Regions from separate parts of the Zea mays genome. Here region 1 is linked to region 2. A link is a contact called in public Hi-C data. All regions are on one chromosome and are shown on one strand. Each heading gives the region's core, a stretch centred on a gene start, on an enhancer-like site or on the middle of the called end of the contact. The rest is flanking DNA. Distances are from core to core; before and after follow the strand shown.

Region 1 (6,659 bases), core at 2,983-5,482, 360 kb before region 2:
GTTATTCTCCTCCATGCGCCTAGGGGTCCCTTTTATAGCCCCAAGGCAGCTAGGAGCCGTTGAGAGCAAATCTGGAAGGCCGATCTTGCCTTCTGTCGTCGGGCGCACCGGACAGTCCGGTGCACACCGGACACTGTCCGGTGCCCGATTTCCTTCCTTAAACAGCGCAGCCGACCGTTGCAGATCTGGGAGCCGTTGACGCACCAGACATGTCCGGTGCACACCGGACAGTCCGGTGCCCCCTTCCGACCGTTGGCTTGGCCACGTGTCGCGCGCAGAATCCGCGGCCGACCGTTGGCCCTAGCCGACTGTTGGCTCACCGGACAGTCCGGTGCACACCGGACAGTCCGGTGAATTTTAGCCGTACGCCGTCGGCGAATTCCCGAGAGCGGCCACTTCGGCCGAGGCAGCCTGGCGCACCGGACACTGTCCGGTGCACCACCGGACAGTCCGGTGCCCCTGACCGAAACAGCCCCTTGGCTGTACACAGTCACCTCTTTCTTTTTCTTTTTCTTCCTGTTTCCAATACTTAGACAAGTATATTAGTACACAAAACCAATGTACTAAGACTTAGAAACGTACCTTTGCTCTTGATTTGCACTTTATTCATCCATTGCATAAATTCACATTTTAGCACTTGTGTTGGCACTCAATCACCAAAATACTTTAGAAATGGCCCAAGGGCACATTTCTCTTTCAGCGCTGGACGTCCCGGGCCTAATGACGCGCTCCTCCGGCGAGTGCTCGGCCTGCCCACTCCTGCTCGATGTTTTGTCAGAGCTGCACAAGCTGCCCCGTTTCTTCGTCGAGCTTGACTTGTATCTCGCGGAGTTGCTCGAGCTGTGTGTCCTGACCCCCCCGCAGGGACTCGGACCACAGCTAGCTCCCGCGGGATCTCAACGCGAGACGCAGGCGCAGGGGCGTCGTTGTTCTCTGGCATGCCGAGGCGGTCGTCTTCGTCGTGATCCCCCTGATCGATGTGGAAACACTCGCGACTTGGGTCGTAACCCTCGTTGTCAAGGCTGTGGCCATCGTCAGAGCAACCGGAGAGGCAGTAGTCACATGCGGACATGAAGTCTCGCATGGCATTGGGATCACTAAGTCCGAAGAAATCCCAACTGAAGTCGGGGTCGTCGTCTTCCTCGGAACCCGTGGGTCCGTAGGTTGAGACGACCGTCAGTCGGTCCTAGGTTGACCACATATGGTACCCTGGAAGGTCACGATATGCCCTTGCGTAAGCGCTCACCGAAGCGGGGTCGCTTGGTGGATCGAAGCTGAATCTAAAGGGAACAGGGTGGAAAACTGATGTTACCTCCTGGTAGATGGACGGTGGTGAAGTCGCATCGGGGACAGAGTGCGTCGTTATCTCAGGTGCGAGACAAATGTCCGACAAGTCCCTCGCGAGGGTGTCGGTGTCATCAGTCCGCTTGGGGTTGGCATGTTGCTAGGAAGCGATACCCATCGTTGTCTCAGGTGCGAGGACAACACCCGACATGTCCCCCGCAGGGGTGCCGGCGTCGTCGGCTCGCTCTGGTCCGACAGCCGACGAAGTGCCGCCTCGTGCCTGGCCACGGTTGCTCCGTCTTCTCCTCCTCCGGCGAGGAGGGTGGCAGGGCAAACCCGGATGTCCCTCTTCTGCCGCGGGGAGATGCCGTCGTCGAGTTCGCCGCCGCCGGGCGAGCCGACGACCGTCGTTGTTGTCGTGCTGCGAGGGGAGGAGTACCATGTTGTAGCTGCCGTCGTGGGACATGAACTCGAGACTCCCGAAGCGGAGCACCGTCCCGGGCTGAAGAGGCTGCTGAAGACTGTCCATCTGGAACTCAACGGGAAATTATTTGTCAACACGCAGCAGGCCCCTACCTGGCGCGCCAACTATCGGCGTTTCGAACCCGCGAGGACCCTCAACCGACTAGTGAATTTGTCGCTGTGTGTCCCTGCCCAGATGGGTTGATGCAAGAATGAATACAAGAGGGAGGATGAGGCTTATATTATCTTGCACCGGGGTGCTCATAGTAGGGGTTACAAGTGTCGCGCGAGAGAGGGAGAGAGGGTCCGGCCCTGAGGTGAGTTGTATGAGTTAGCCTCCTCTGCGTTTCTCCCACTCTGCCTGCCTCTGCTCGCCCCTCTCCCCCCTTAGGAAGACCCTGGACATCCCCTTTTATAGATACAAGGAGATGGTTCAGATGTACAATGGGGGTGTAGCTATGTGCTAACGTGGCCGGTGGAGAAGTGCTTGAGCCCTCTGTACGTGCTAACGTGGCCGTCGGAGAAGTGCTTGATCCTTATAGAAGCGCAGCTGGCGGTGCGGCATGGATCCTGCTGACGTTTCCTTGCTTCCGTAGGGAGCTGAGAACCATCGACGTCATGGACGCACGCGGGGAACCATCATTACCTGTTACCGGAGTAATCTAGATGGGACACCGGTCTTGTTCCTTCGTAGCCTGAGGCAGCTAGCTAGGGGTAGGGTAATGATATATCCCCAGTGGCGTAGTCGGTCCGAGGCCGAGGTCGGGCGAGGCGGAGACTTCTCCTGAGGCCGAGGCTGAGGTCGGGCGAGGTTGTGACTCCTCCCGAGGCCGAGGCTGAGGCCGAGGCCCGAGTTCGGGCGAGGCGGAGCTCCCTGTTGCGCCCGAGGCTGAACTCGGGGGAGGTCGTGACTTACTGCCGTTGGTTTTACCCTGGTGGTTGGCATAGTAGTCGGAACGGGGTGAATAGTGTTGTTTTCCTGTCAGAACGATCAGTAAAGGGGTGAAGTGACTGCGGTCACTTCGACCTTGCCGACTGAGGCGCGCGTGTCAGGATAAGGTGTCAGGCGATCCCCGCATTAAATGCGCATCCGATACGGTCGGTTGGTAAGGCGATTTGGCCGAGGTCGCTGCACGACAAAGTTTGCCCGAGCTTGGCTTCGAGCGAGCCGAGGGTGCGCCCACTGCCTGAGGAGGCCCTCGGGCGAGGCGTGGATCCATCCGGGACTACTGTTCTTGCCCGAGGCTAGGCTCGGATGAGATAGTGTCCCTTGGTAGACGAGGCCTTGACTTGAACCGTGCCTATCAGTCTTTACGGTCTGTTTTGAGGATATTTTCCAGCCAGGTTAAGGAGCATTGGGGGTACCCCTAATTACGGTACCCGACAGTTAGTACTATATTATTCCATAGATTCAAATATAATGACAATAGAGATGGTAGACCTCCAGTTGTGGGGTTTCAATGATTTTATAAATGTGCATTCAAACCTAAGCCACAAACAACACATACTTGAGAACATTGAATCTTAATATCTAATTTTCTAATTCATGCGCAATTAATAGTTGGTCTCCTGTTTTGCCATAAATTTGGTTCGGACATATCAGCTGACATTACTTTACTCTCTGTGTGTGGTGATTGGGAAAAACAACTCTTAGGACAATCAAGAAAAATGTCTCTTTCCTGTGGCTGTTATGTGACGAAGAAAGTTATGGGTACACCCCAAGCAGTTGAGCTATCTATCTATCTATGCCACGTTTTTAGATAATTCTATTATTACTGTGTGAAGGTATCGATATATATTGCTACACATGTTTCTATTATTTGGAGTAACACTCCTTGGACCATGTAAACACTTCGATTCAACTATATAAACTTATTGTTCACATACTCACGCGAGGCGCGAGGGAGTTACTAGTATAAAATAAAGAGACTAAGACTAGCTCCAACAAGGAGCTCTAAAGGGTCATGTACTCTAAATTTAGAGAACGAGGACATCATCTACTCCCTCCAGCAACGTCCTCTATATATAGAGTTTCTCTAAACGGGTCTCTATCTATTTGAATACTTTAAACAACCGATTTAGTAAAACTAAAATATGTACAATACATTTAAGAGTATGACAAATACGTATGTACAAAAAATAAAAATTAAAAAATATTTTTAATATAGGTATTTACATATAGAGGACGTGGTTTAGAGGACGTTGTTGGAGAGAAAATAGATATAGGAGATAGAATCTTTTAAAAAAGACTGTAAATGACGGATATAGAGGATATATATAGATGACATTGATGTAGATAGTCTAAAAAGTATTTCCTACCAAACACTCACTTTACCTCCCTTTGCTACGTCCGATCAATTTGGCTAGTTTTAGTCAGAACTCAGCCCAAAATCCCACATCCGCACCCATACGGCCACACACTGAAACACAGCTATGTGTCGTTAAAGGCAAACAGACCCAGGATTATGTCTCCAATTAAATTCCCAGAAAACTCTGCTCAACTCGTTCTATCGTCTGTCGTCTCGCTCTCCACATCCGTTGATCCATCCCTTCCAACTCCAATCAACTCCGTCCCAAACTACAATCCGTGGCAACAGAAAAAGGTGTATCTTTTACCAGAAACAGAAGCTAGATTCCCGGATTGCTCCGCTTGATCGCTGGTGAATCGACCCAACCGAGTGGCCCATGGCCGGAACCGAGCGGCTCCACCGCCCGATTGACCCGCCGCGGCCCGCGGGCAGCCGCTCCGTCGTGGTCGGTGCTGGTGGCTCGCCGGCGAGGTGGGACGACGATAACGACGACTGCGGCGGCGGCGGACGTGTCGAAGGCTTGGCGGTAAGCTCCCCCCCCCCCCCCCCCCCCCTCCGCTCTCTCTGCCCGTTTCGTCCCTGTTAAGTCTGGTTGCGTGTACGCGTCCTTCAGCTAAGTTGGTTTCGCTGAGGAGCGTGTAGAACTGATTTACTGATTCGGTTCCTAAATTGGGGAATTCCGGGAGCATGTGGTGCGCTGCTTGGTGCGAACTTAGGATGCTCGAATTGATGATTAGGGCTAAGCGATGGGCCAAAAGTTTCAAGTTCTCAAGGGCGCGTGTGGCTTGTGCTGTGGAGAAATCTAAAATTGCTTTTTCTAGGATTTGCCTTAAGCATGTGGCTGGAGCCTTGTTGATAGGAGTGCACTAGTTATGGTCTTTTTAGGTCTTCCCAGGCTGAGTTTCTGCCATAACTCAATTTTGCTTTCCTGATATAGGGACTCCACATATTTGACCAAGAGGCAGAGGAGTCACCAACCAAAAACGACATGGCCAACAGCCTTGATACTAACTGCACTCCCATTGCTAAAGGATGCAACACTGAAACAACCGAAACTTCTGTAGAGTCGGAACCTGTAAATGTCTTGAACCTGCTTCATGATCATACCGGCATCTGGGTCCCTGTTTCTGTCCCGCCTATGACAGCGCTGGCCAGCGAGGATTGGCACAGAGGGTTTCGTTGCAATGGTGGGCACTTCCCGGAAGAAGAGTTCAGCTGGGAGCTGGATGAAGACAATAAGGAGATGACAATGTGGGATGTTTTTGCTGATATGGCTGTCGCAGCAAAAGATAAGGTGATATCTGCTGCAAAATATGAGTATGGGAGATGTGGGATGTCGACAGTGTCCAACTTCTTTCTACAAGAGGCTTGGAAGGATATGGCACAAACACTTGTGGATGCAAACACTGGTATTGCGAATGAGCTTCTTGAGACAGAGCCAACTAAGTGGTTGCCTGACAGTGCTGCCACCTCTTGCATGCTCTGTGGCGTGCGATTTCATCCAATAATGTGCTCTCGCCATCATTGTCGTTTCTGTGGTGGAGTATTCTGCAATGGCTGTTCAAATGGCAGAAGCTTGATGCCTCCAAAATTTAGGACTGCAGATCCTCAGAGGGTTTGTGATGTCTGCGGAGTACGTCTAGAGAGTATCCAACCTCAATTGATGAATCAGATTAGTCGGGCCTCACAACTTCCAACTCGGGATGTCACAGACCTGAGTACCTTGAGGTCATGGCTGAATTTCCCTTGGTCACACACAATGGAATATGAGATATACAAGGCTGCAAATTCTTTACGTAGTTACTGTAAGGTATGCCTTTTTATACTCCTTAATTATTGACTAGTTCTATTACGATAGCCTTTATCGTTGTCTTCTTTTTTGGCTGCTTTCATTTTCATGTAGTCTTCTGTATTCTTATCAAATGTTATTGTGTTAAAGAGTAGTGCCGACCAATATTTCGCACCAAACAGGAAAACACTAATATGCTTGATAATGATAACACTACAACAAATATAGCAATCCTACACTGGTGTTGATAAACTGATGTCATGAAATCATGTAGGGAAATGTGTTTCACAAGTCATCAAATGTTGTTGTTTTCTGTTTGTATAGTAATTAGTTGGATGAACATTTGGACAAATTGAGTCGTGTGGGTAAAAGATGACATGGAACACTGGCAAATTATTTTTTTCTAGTGCAATAATACAATACAGTCTGGATATGTGATTCTAATCACTGAAATGAACCTAGGCAAAAGAAAAAATGCGTAGGCATCTGTAAAAAAAATCAATTTCTTAAGTAAATAACTGCTTGTAGTTCCCCAATCTGCATTTTAGTAACTCTAGATTATTTAAGCTCAACTTAGTTGTTCTGGGGAATTTTATTATTTGGAAATTACTTAGTCATTGTATTCTTATGAAATACTGGAAATGATGTTACTCTGGCTGTGGGGCTGCTGATTTTTCAGGTGGGAAGACTGAAACCAGAGAAGTCTATCCCTGATACTATTCTTAGACAAGCAAAAGGCCTTGCTATAGTTACTGTGGTGAAGGTTGGGATGATGGTTACATACAAACTTGGCAGTGGGCTGGTTGTTGCTCGAA
Region 2 (6,378 bases), core at 3,216-5,715:
CGGACGACGACAACCTCATCATCCGTAACCTCCCCCTGTTCCTCTCCGACACTGCTCGCGCCTGGTTGGAGCACCTGCCTCCGGGGCAGATCTCCAACTGGGACGACTTGGTCCAAGCCTTCGCTGGCAATTTCCAGGGCACATACGTGCGCCCCGGGAATTCTTGGGACCTTCGAAGCTGCCGGCAACAGCCGGGGGAGCCGCTTCGGGACTACATCCGGCGATTCTCGAAGCAGCGCACCGAGCTGCCCAACATCACCGACTCGGATGTCATCGGCGCGTTCCTCGCCGGCACCACTTGCCGCGACCTGGTGAGCAAGCTGGGTCGCAAAACCCCCACCAGGGCGAGCGAGCTGATGGACATCGCCACCAAGTTCGCCTCTGGCCAGGAGGCGGTCGAGGCTATCTTCCGAAAGGACAAGCAGCCCCAGGGCCGCCCATCGGAAGAAGCTCCCGAGGCGTCTGCTCCGCGCGGCGCCAAGAAGAAAGGCAAGAAGAAGTCGCAATCGAAACGCGACGCCGCTGACGCAGACCTTGTCGCTGCCGCCGAGTATAAGAACCCTCGGAAGCCCCCCGGAGGTGCAAACCTCTTCGACAAGATGCTCAAGGAGCCGTGCCCCTACCATCAGGGGCCCGTCAAGCACACCCTCGAGGAGTGCGTTATGCTTCGGCGTCACTTCCACAGGGCCAGGCCACCCGCCGAGGGTGGCAGGGCCCGCGACGACGACAAGAACGAAGATCACCTAGCAGGAGAATTCCCCGAGGTCCGCGACTGCTTCATGATCTATGGAGGGCATGCGGCGAATACCTCGGCTCGGCACCGCAAGCAAGAGCGCCGGGAGGTCTGCTCGGTGAAGGTGGCGGCGCCAGTCTACCTAGACTGGTCCGACAAGCCCATCACTTTCGACCAGGCCGACCACCCCGATCATGTGCCGAGCCCGGGGAAATACCCGCTCGTCGTCGACCCCGTCGTCGGCGATGTCAGGCTCACCAAGGTCCTGATGGATGGGGGCAGCTGCCTCAACATCATCTACGCCGAGACCCTCAAGCTCCTGCGCGTCGATCTGTCCTCCGTCCGAGCAGGCGCTGCGCCCTTCCACGGGATCATCCCTGGGAAGCGCGTCCAGCCCCTCGGGCGACTCGACCTCCCCGTCTGCTTCGGGACACCCTCCAACTTCCGAAGGGAGACCCTCCAACATGGCGCACTCCCCCCCTCCTCCTTGCGGAAAGGCGACGTAGGGGCGTATGTAAAAAGTCGAGTCTGTCCCTGATCGCCCTCTCGCACTGTGCAGAGGCTCGGGGGCTGTTCTCGCAAAAACCGGCTCCGGCCAAATCGTTGACAGCGTCAACATACCAGCCCGAGAGCTTGGACCCCGACCGTGCACCCGGGCTACGGCCAGTTCGCATGAGGGAACGACCAGACCAGCCGAAGCATTGCGCGAGGTATTAAGACCTCGAAGGAGTGTAACCACTCCTCCGAGGCCTCGGGGGCTACACCCGGCGGGTGCGCTCGCGCGCACCCACCGGAACGAAATGCAACCGAGAAAGGCTGGTCCCCTTGCAAAAAAGTGCGACAAAAGCCTCCAAGCGAGTGCTAACACTCCCTTCGAGGCTCGGGGGCTACTGTCGGGGACCATAATTAGGGGTACCCTCAAGACGCCTAATTCTCAGCTGGTAACCCCCATCAGCATAAAGCTGCAAAGGCCTGATGGGTACGATTAAGTCAGGGATCAGTCCACACGAGTGACTCGATCACGCTTCACCCAAGCCTAGCCTCGGCCAAGGGCAGCCGACCTCGAGAGACTTCCGTCTCGCCCGAGGCCCCCTTTTTATGGCGGACACATCACCGGCTCGCCCGAGGCCTTGGCTTCGCTCAGAAGCAACCCTGACCAAATCGCCACACCGACTGACCAAATTGCAGGGGCATTTAACGCAAAGGTGGCCTGACACCTTCATCCTGACACGCGCCCCCGGCAGAGCCGAAGTGACCGCCGTCACTCCACCGCTCCACTGGCCAGTCTGACAGAAGGACAGCGCCGCCTGCGCCACTCCGACCGCAGTGCCACTCGACAGAGTGAGTCTGACAGGCAGTCAGGCCTTGCCAAAGGCGCCACGGCGAACTCCGCTCCGCCCGACCCCAGGGCTCGGACTCGGGCTAAGACCCAGAAGACGGCGAACTCCGCTCCGCCCGACCCCAGGGCTCGGACTCGGGCTAAGACCCAGAAGACGGCGAACTCCGCTCCGCCCGACCCTAGGGCTCGGACTCGGGCTAAGACCCGGAAGACGGCGAACTCCGCTCCGCCCGACCCCAGGGCTCGGACTCGGGCTAAGACCCGAAAGACGGTGAACTCCGCTCCGCCCGACCCCAGGGCTCGGACTCGGGCTAAGACCCGGAAGACGACGAAACTCCGCTTCGTCCGACCCCAGGGCTCGGACTCGGGCTAAGACCCGGAAGACGACGAAACTCCGCCTCGCCCGACCCCAGGGCTCGGACTCCGCCCTGGCCTCGGCCGAACGACTTCCGCCTCGCCCGACCCCATGGCTCGGGCTCGGCCACGGCAACGGAAGGCAGACTCAGCCTCGGCTTCGGAGGAACCCCCACGTCGCCCTGCCTAGGGCACAGACCGCCACGTCAACAGGAAGCGCTATCATCATCCTACCCCGAATCGACTCGGGTCACGGAGAACAAGACCGGCGTCCCATCCGGCCAGCTCCGCCGGAGGGGCAATGATGGCGCTCCACAAGCTCTATGACGACGGCGGCCCCCAGCTCTCTTACGGAAGCAGGACGACGTCAGTAGGGACTCGACCGCTCCAACAGCTGTCCCTCCACCAGGCTCCGCCGCACCTCCGACAGCCACGACATCGCGCCAGCAGGGTGCCCAGATCTCTCCGGCTGCCACATTGGCATGTACCTAGGGCGCTAGCTCTCCCTCCGCTAGACACGTAGCACTCTGCTACACCCCCCATTGTACACCTGGATCCTCTCCTTACGACTATAAAAGGGAGGACCAGGGCCTTCTTAGAGAAGGTTGGCCGCGCGGGACCGAGGACGGGACAGGCGCTCTCTTGGGGCCGCTCGCTTCCCTCACCCGCGTGGACGCTTGTAACCCCCCTACTGCAAGCGCACCCGACCTGGGCGCGGGACGAACACGAAGGCCGCGGGACTTCCACCTCTCTCACGCTCGACTCCGGCCACCTCGCCTCTCCCCCCTTCGCGCTCGCCCACGCGCTCGACCCATCTGGGCTGGGGCACGCAGCACACTCACTCGTCGGCTTAGGGACCCCCCCTGTCTCGAAACGCCGACAGTTAGATTATGATCTAATCATGTATCACATTTAACACTTAAACCCTTTCACCACCAAGTCATGTAGATTTATAGAAAACCCTCTAACAAACCACAATCATGTCTACAATTAGATCATGATCTAACAGACCAAGAGACTCGCTTGCACGTTTTCACATAAGGTCTGATTGCATATTAGTTGTTGTCGATATCTAGAGACAGAGGGAAGTATCTAGAGACGAAGGGAGCAGAGGAACGAGATGAGTCGTCCAATAAGGACCGGACAGTCTGAATTTTTTTGAGCGACGTGGATAGCCTGGTCACGAGCGTTTTGGACCTGCTTTAATATATATATGAAATCTAATTATAATAATTTAACTAACTCAAATAAACACTAATGACAAAGTATGGCCGTTGCCATAAATGTGGCTCGAGTTCCACATGCCAGAGGGAACATAGGTTAAAGTCGGAGTGGATCTGAATATTTATTCGGATGTTAAATTTTTTATTTTTTTTAACAATAGGATATAGAATATGCTATCTAAACTTCAATAGTTCTTAAAAAATAGCTTGCTAAAATCATATTTAGCAAGTTGCTAAATAGCTACTGGGAGTAAAAATAGTTTGATCTTTAATAGTTACTCATATTTAGGGAGTAGTTTGATTTTGAATCTAGCTTTGGTTGGCCTGCCCCCATCGGACCTTGCTGCTGGCAAGGTCGAGAGTAGAGGATGACGAGGGCAGAGAAGAAAAGGTCAGTCGACACGACGTGTGAAAGAGCGGTGCTCTGGTGGTGCAATCTATGGGACAGTAGTGGTATGACGATAAAGGAAAAAAATTGTGTCACACGTATTTGACCTAGGTGTCTCGTGGGAAAGTGAAAAATAGAGCATGTCATATCTGACACCTCACTATATTGGAAAGAGAAAAAATAAGCACACGACTGTGAACTACTGAATTGCTAAACGTGAAGAGTAAATGATGTTGTACATTAAGTCTATTTAGAGAATTATTGGAGAAGTATTTTTATTACTTTTTAAATTTAAGATTTAGAGACCTCTTTAGAAAACTATTAGAAAAAAATGTATTTGAAGTCGGCCGCTGAATCGGCGCTGCGGGTCTGACGTCTGCGGCGTACACGACACAAGACTTGTCAGTCGCACTCGCTGCACGATTCTGCGGAGCACAAGAGAATCGAGAACGTCACCAAGGCCGTCTGAAAGCGAAAAGGCCCTTTGCCTCTCGCTCTACCCCAAACCACAGCAGTCAGCAGCAGACCCTCGCCATGGGACTGAGATCCCCGCTCGTGCTCCTGCTGCTCCTCCTCTTCCTCGCCGCTACTTTCCGTCCCAGCGCGGCCGCTTTGGCCCCTCCAACAGGTTCGCTCGCTCGTCGCCGCCGCCCCTATCTTCCCCTGTTAAAATGCGGCCCGATAGGGGCGATTCGATCCCAAACCTCTGGACTGCCCGTACTAATACGTACTTCTGCCTTCTGTGCCGCAGGCAGCATCGTGAAGCAGCTGTCGTCGGTCGTCAGGTGGCCGCGGGCCGCCCCCTCGACGCACGGGCCCAAACAGCCCGGCCACCCCCAGTACGCCGGTGAGTCGCCGTCGCTCCCTAATACGTCTGCGGAATATCTCGCGCGACAAGAGGGGACCTGATTTTGTTGCTCAAAGCGATTGCTCCTGTAGGACGCACACGACTCCCGCTTCTCTTATAATTACAGATGATTGATGAACCCTATTCCACTCCACTAGCCACTAGTGTTCCCCGAGAAGAAAAAGATGAGTGAGGAATAATAGAAAGCACAACAAACGGGAAGATAATGGGAGTGGGGGTTAAACCATCTTCTCAATGGGGACGAGTTCAAACATCTTTACAATTTCTCACTGATAATTATTTCAGTATCGTTCTCCTTCACTTCAGCTGGCCCTGCATTGGTGAGATAACTTGCTAAACCACCAAAAAAATCATTGGCCAAACTAATCATTTGGAAGTTGGTCGTCCTGCTCTTAGAATTCTCTTAGCAGAGTTCAGAATTTCAGATCCAGCAGAGGCTCAGCTGATTTGTATTTTTGGCTCATTGTGGCCTAAGTGATCATACTTTACTGCAGCTGCTCATATCTGTGCTTTTGTTCTGTATCTTGCTCACGTTCGACTATTTTGGCAGATGGCCACGTGGGGGTAGCCCTGCAATTTGAGAGCGGCTACTTTGTAGAGACACTTGTTGAGGGTGACAAGCTTGGTGTCACGCCGCACACCGTTAGAGTATCTCCTGTTGAGGGCGGGGAGCTCCTTGCGGTCGACTCGGCACATAGCAACATTGTGCGGATAACCCCGCCACTTTCTGAGTGTATGTTCTCTTCCTGCCACCTCTGTCCCGTGGCTGCTTGCTTCTTTTTTTTTTTGGCATAACTCACAGTTACCATGATTATGATTTAGGAAGACTTGAAGAACAGACTGGCATTTTGAGCCAGCTTTGTTTGACATACTAGTGGTAATATCCATGCATGCAAATATTTCGTGATTGTGTTCTTCTCAAATACTAGGGTTACATTGTTCCTAGTGGTTGAATAACTGACCTTTCCAAGTGTAGTATCACTCTGTCCGTAACACTCCCTGTGCCTTCATTGTCCCTTAACTTGGTCATGGGTACAGCGATGGGATTGTTATCAGTTCATATAGTAATAGGTGAGAATGGCAGGACTAATTAAGAGGTGAGAGCTGTCTCGTGGATTCGAAGCAGCCTCTCCGCATTTGTGGGGGAAGGCTTGCCTCGGTTTATCCCTTCCCTAGACCTCTGGCACTGGTCTACCTTTTTTTTATATAGTAATAGGTGGAGTTCTGGTCTCAGTTGATTTATACTATGCATATTTAGGGAAGGGTCATGGACAGAAAAAGAAAACTGAACTGAAACATGCATCAATGCTTAAAGAAGTATGATATAAATGCTGTAAAGATCAATGTTATCAAATCGTCTGATCAATCCTAGTCGCCATGGACCTATGAGCCTAACTAATCATAGTGCATAGCTGATCGCCATGGCACTGATCAGCCTGACTAATCATGATTAGCTGGACGACTTGATAACTA

The links. Hi-C and Micro-C count contacts between places; a contact is called where the count stands out from the background.
Region 1: a contact with region 2 is called in a Hi-C map of tassel, with 3 times the contacts expected there. The contact joins the promoter of LOC100383394 here to the promoter of LOC100276297 in region 2. A contact is called at or near these places in 3 of 25 Hi-C or Micro-C datasets (ear, leaf and tassel).

The regions. Positions count from the first base shown.
Region 1 is chr5:150,810,105-150,816,763 of Zm-B73-REFERENCE-NAM-5.0, reverse strand. LOC100383394 (putative FYVE zinc finger containing actin-binding-domain protein family) reads left to right here and starts at 4,232. Exons shown (of 5, transcript NM_001176049.1): 1 at 4,232-4,581; 2 at 4,993-5,865; 3 at 6,524-6,659. The coding sequence starts at 4,432.
Region 2 is chr5:150,453,076-150,459,453 of Zm-B73-REFERENCE-NAM-5.0, reverse strand. LOC100276297 reads left to right here and starts at 4,465. Exons shown (of 7, transcript NM_001150121.2): 1 at 4,465-4,665; 2 at 4,789-4,884; 3 at 5,456-5,638. The coding sequence starts at 4,572.